2 separate regions of the Mus musculus genome follow, and region 1 is linked to region 2. A link is a contact called in public Hi-C data. All regions are on one chromosome and are shown on one strand. Each heading gives the region's core, a stretch centred on a gene start, on an enhancer-like site or on the middle of the called end of the contact. The rest is flanking DNA. Distances are from core to core; before and after follow the strand shown.

The links. Hi-C and Micro-C count contacts between places; a contact is called where the count stands out from the background.
Region 1: a contact with region 2 is called in a Hi-C map of the N1E-115 cell line, with 7 times the contacts expected there. The contact joins two enhancer-like sites. A contact is called at or near these places in 1 of 39 promoter capture datasets (hippocampal neurons), 13 of 484 Hi-C or Micro-C datasets (the N1E-115 cell line, the Patski cell line, adipose-derived mesenchymal stem cells and 5 more), 1 of 115 datasets of contacts at active chromatin or transcription factors (embryonic fibroblasts) and 1 of 9 other capture datasets (embryonic stem cells).

Annotation. Positions count from the first base shown.
Region 1 is chr3:82,711,877-82,714,606 of GRCm38.p6, reverse strand. No RefSeq gene overlaps it. Among named protein-coding and RNA genes, the nearest start is that of Gm29999, 48 kb to the right of the region's middle. Within about 2 kb of position 1,461, at least 1 of the 459 cell types and tissues checked has an H3K27ac peak or open chromatin away from gene starts, as enhancers often do. A contact at or near this core is called in the N1E-115 cell line, where this site is marked.
Region 2 is chr3:82,406,324-82,409,023 of GRCm38.p6, reverse strand. No RefSeq gene overlaps it. Among named protein-coding and RNA genes, the nearest start is that of Map9, 50 kb to the right of the region's middle. Within about 2 kb of position 1,408, at least 26 of the 459 cell types and tissues checked have an H3K27ac peak or open chromatin away from gene starts, as enhancers often do. A contact at or near this core is called in the N1E-115 cell line, where this site is marked.

The DNA.
Region 1 (2,730 bases), core at 212-2,711, 310 kb before region 2:
TTTTCTGAGTTTGCGTGCTCAGTACTCAGATAGGGGAGGGAAGTTCCAGGCCCAAGAGGTCTTTCCAAGTCAGGACTTTTTTTTTTTTTTTTTTTTTTTTTTACCAAATACCCCTTCTCCATGACCGACAATATAATGTCCCTAATTGGTTGGGGTAATCTCAGTCTTACTAAGAACAAGAAGGGACCTTAGAACAGGTTGTTTCTTATGGTTGCCTTTCTTTTCTGCTTCATTTACTTACCTGAGTCTGTCTTTGAGGGAGGAAGGGAAGGAGAGAAGGAAGGAGGGAGGTATAGAGAGAGGGAGGGAGAGAGAAGGAAAGAAAGAGAAAAAGAGGGAGGAAGGCAGGGGAATGTGCTTTACTGATTATTATGGACCAGGCTCCTCACTAATCCCCTTATTCATGTGTGACTGCTCAGTACTGCTTGCCTGATGCTGTTGTGACACCAATGGGCTTTATGAGAGGGAAGAGTCTGTTTGAGACACTTTCTTTTTTTCTCTTTTCTTTTGTTTCTTTCTTTTTTAATTAGATACTTTCTTTATTTACATTTCAATTGCTATCCCTTTTCCTGGTTTCCCCTATGAAAACCCCCTATTCCCTCTCCCCTCCCCCTGCTCACCAACCCACCCACTCCCACTTCTTGCCCTGGCATTCCCCTATAGTGGAACATAGATCCTTCATAGGACCAAGGGCCTCTCCTCCCATTGATGATCGACTAGGCCATCTTGAGACACTTTCTGCTAACATTGAGTATCAGTGAATAGTAAATATGAGTTATATTCATTTGAATGATAGTGGCATAAAGCAGGCTTATTGTATTATTCTTCTAAATTTGGAATTTCAGTTCACTTCACCTTTCTCTTAGCACTTAAAGAGTTTTGATATAATTACAAAATCCAAAGTGAAGAACACATGTCCAGATGCCACTTGCAACTCATACTTGTGCACATAATATTCTATGATATAGTTAATAAAACATGTCATGTATTGCTATTTCTTAGTATTGTACTTATTCGATTTACTATATAAGATTTAAAATGTTTATTGCTAATATCTATAAATTTAAAACTAATTTGGAAAAATAATGTAATTGTGAGATTTTTGGCTTATAGTCAAAGATAATGGTTTTTACAAGATCCAGAAAACAGAGTTGCAGAAACCACTTTCCAGAATTTGATGCAATTAAAGGTTTCTGGCATAAAGAGCTTAACATTTGGGCTTCTAGGCAAACAGCCCAGGGCTGAACAAAATTGACCTCCATGAGTCATTGCTGTACTCTACCACTTAAAAAAATTAGCAGCTACAAAGTGGTTGGATTAGTTTGAGGAGTCCTGGAAAGTTCAAAATGAAGATTATTTTTATCCCTGGATATTTGCTACGGTGCCGTCTCCCACATAGTTCCCACTTGCTCTGCCTGAGTGTGCCCTGTGCAGAGTGCTTCTTCTGTTCCACAATAGTGTGGCACTAACTTCCTCCAGATCCTTCACTTACAGAGTAGGTTCCTCTTGAACTTATCTCCTTGAATTCTTTACTAGACAAGTAGCAAGCTCATTAGATGCACAAGATTTCCAAAAGACCTTTCTTTCTATCTCTCAGGAATTAAAAGAATTCCCCTTCTGTTATGTTGGAGTATGTTGGGGATGGGTGCTATTCTATTGACTAAATTACTGTTGCATATACAGGAGCCTGGGATGCGAAGAGATTCAATGCAGGTAAGAAATAGATTCGTAAGGAGGGAAGCTGTTTGAAATACTAACAATACATGAAAACTTTTAATCGCACTTTTGGAGAATTGACCTCATAATCCATGTGCTTTAGACATCAGTTAAAAATTCTCTGAGGTTTTAACTGTGAGCCAGGAGTCAAGGTTGCTTCATTTTTAACAAGAGAAACTCAAATTGCAAGATTAGGCTGCTATTGATGCCAGAGACATAAAGCTCTCCAATTTTTGAATTAAATGGAAACATGTAATAAATTAGGGAGAAAATGCAATTCATCCCAAAGTAATCTAATTGACTCTTTTGCAATACTTGAGAACATAGTGCATCTAAAGTTCAAATCAATTTCCCGAGGCAATCAATATGACAAAAGGGATTGAAAAACAAAAGTAGAACACAAATGTCTTGAACTGCAGGGCTATAAAAAACAGGTAAGTGCACAGACTTAAGCCTAGATTGGATTTTGGTCTTTTCTGTCAAGTGGTTGAGCACATATCAAGAATCTAAAGAACTTTAGAGTTCTCCCTCATCTCGGGTACTATATTTTGTAACCAGCAAATCCTACCTACTCTACTCATTTAACCTATCTTAAATATGTTGACTCTTTCCATTCTTTTCTCTGTCCATCTATTTATTCTCCATATAGCAGTAGCTTTCCATAATCATGCTTTATTGTAATCCATGCATTTGTCTAAATCCCACATTAGTTTAAATGTTTTATTGACTCTCTCTCAGCCTTTGAATAAATTTCACATGCCCTTCACAATGTGCCATGCCCACTGGGTACTTGGTTTTACAATATTATATTCAACTACTCTTCATATTTTGTCAGGTAGTTTTTCCCAGTACGAGCATCCTTTCCCTTTTCCCTATTTCCTGGACCAGTTGGCACACCCCTTTCACAGAGGGCACACATATCATCTTCAGAATACCTTAAGGTACCTCTACACTACCCCAACTCAGGGGATAATCTTCTTTGTTGTCTAGTCATAATTCATGTGTGGCATAGGC
Region 2 (2,700 bases), core at 159-2,658:
TTGAGTACCATTTTATCTGAGGTATAGATGATAAGAATTGATGTTGTTTTCTTTGTGGATTTTTTTTCCTTTGATAAGTATGTAGTATTCTTCCCTATATCTTCTGACTACTTTTTGTTTGAAGTCTATTTGGTCAGATATTTAAATAGCTACACCAGATATTTGCTTGGAATATCTCATTTCATGTTTGATGTGATGTCTATCCTTGGTGCTAAATAAGGTGTGTTTCTTGGTTGCAGCAGAAGGATGGATCCTAGTTTTTCATCCATTCTGTTAGTCTGTGTCATTTTATGAGGAATTAAAACCAACAATATTGAGAGATACAAATTAGTAGTCTTTGGTGATTCCTGTTTTCTTGTAGTAGTAGCAGTAGTAGTAGTAGTAGCAGCAGCAGCAGCAGCAGCAGTTGTTGTTGTAGTGTGTGTGTGCGTGTGTTTCCACTCTTGATTTGCTGGAATAAGTGATTCCTTGAGTTTTCTTGGGTGGGGCCAGCCTCTTCAGGTTGGAGTTTTCTTCGTATCTTCATCTTTAAAGCTGGATTTATATGTTGCTATTGCTTAAGTTTGGTTTTACTGATGAATTTCTTTCTTCCTCCATCAATTATGATTAACAGTTTTGTTGGGCATAGTAATCTGATCTGGCATTATGGTCTACTAGAGTTTGTAGAACATATATCTAGATCCTTTTGGCTTTTAGAATTCTTTTAGAGAAGTTAGGTGTTAATTTAATAGGTCTACCTTCATATGATATTTGTTCTTTATAACCTATTATCTTTTAATATTCTTTCCTTTTTCCTGTACATTTAGGGCCTTGATTATTAGGTACCGAGGAGATGTTCTTTTCTGGTCCAGTTCATTTGGTATTCTATATGCTTCCTGTATCTTGATAGGTATTTCCTTTTTAGATTAGGGATATTTTATTCTATAATTTTGTTGAAGATTTTTTTTTTGTGTGCCTTCGATCTGTGTTTTTTCTCCTTTGTATATACCTATTATTCTTAGATTTACCCCCCACCCCACCAGAGTCCTATGTATTCAAAATGGTTTTTGACAGGATTTTTAGATTTAACAACTTCCCTGACTGAGTTCTCCATTTCTCCTACTGTACCTTCAATGTCTGAGATTCTCACTTGCATCTCTTGTTTTCTGTTGTTAAGGATAGCCAACTCTTATTCGAGTTCCTAAAATTTGCATGTCCATATTTCCAAAAGTTTGGGTTTTCTTTATTGACTCTACTTCTACTTTCAGGTTTTGAACTGTTCTGTTCATTTCCTTCGACTGTGTTTGCTTAGAAGGACTTATTCATTTCCTCTTTAAGGACCTCAGCCACATTCATAAAGGGCTGTTTTAACATATTTGTCTTGTTATTCAGTTAGGTTGCAGCTCTCAGGGCCTGCTGCGGGAAGATTGTGTCCTCTAGTGGAGACTTAATATCCTGACTGTTAATAGTTGAGTTCTTATGCTGGTGTCTCAGTGTCTGGCCTTGGGAAGATGGTAATTCTAGGTGCTAATATATAGTCTTGACTTTCTTGGGTAGGTGGGGTTTTTATTCTTGATTTTTATTGCCCTCTCTGGTTCTTAAAAGGCTGTGGTGGCTATGTGTTACCTGGCAGGTAATTCCTCTGGGATCCTGACAAGTGTGTCTGCTGGGGCTTCTGGTTAAAACATGTTTCTAAAATACCTTTAAGCATCTCACTTTGCCTTTTCTCATCTAATCCTTCTTGTAAGTAATGTTGACGTCCTTTTTAATTGGGTCTGGATTCATATGTTCTGAGCATGTCAGATCCAGCTAAGTCTCCTTTTTCTTCTCTCTATTTGAAAGTGTATTTTAATGCACTGCCTCACCCCCTTTTCTTTTCTTACAGAAAAAAAATCAAAGGAAATAAAAATGTAATGAGATAGAAAAATAAAACCATGTTTCTAAATATTCAAGTTAACATTGAGAAATAAGAATGGGCAGGGAGGTGCCGTTCTGGGTTGGGGGAGGTCCACAGGTGAGATAAAAAGCAGGATTTCCATCATGATCTGCTCAGTTTCCTAGAAATGGGAACAGAGAGTGAGGAGAGGCCATAGCAGGGGGCTACCCCAAAGCTGGGGGTGATGGTTAGGGGCTAGATTTGAAGGAGAGGGGAAGCTCTGCAGTACAAAAACAAATTTGTTTAGAAATATAAAATTGTATTCTGATGACAAGGGGAGACATCTGGGCCCAAGCAATAATTCAGGAGAAAAATCTCCCACAGTCACATTGACATACGCAGACAGAGCACTCTCTGTGCCATCTGATTTCTTGCCACTGCAGAGTCTACATAATCTGCTGAGATGCTTTCATTTCCCTAGGAGCAGTATACTTGGAGGTTAGAACCTTTAGCACTAAAGCAGCTTGCTATAACAAGGTGCATCTGTCAACAGTGAGATCCTTACCCAAGACTGTGTGGCTCTCTATAGTAATAGGCAATTTTCCTTTCAGAGAGAAAATGTAAACTGTCAGATGGCAGAAGTGCTGTGGAGATGGCAGAGAAGTGCAGAGATGCTGGGCTCGGCAAGCAGTTCACAGATGCCAGTCTCCGTGGGTGGTGAGATAACGTGCCAGAAAAACTCATACACATATGTACTACTTTACAGCAGAAAAGGCAGCTCAGGGAATCAGGCTAAAATTCTGCCAGCTTTGCTATATTGGATAGTTTTTTCTAAATATGTTTCC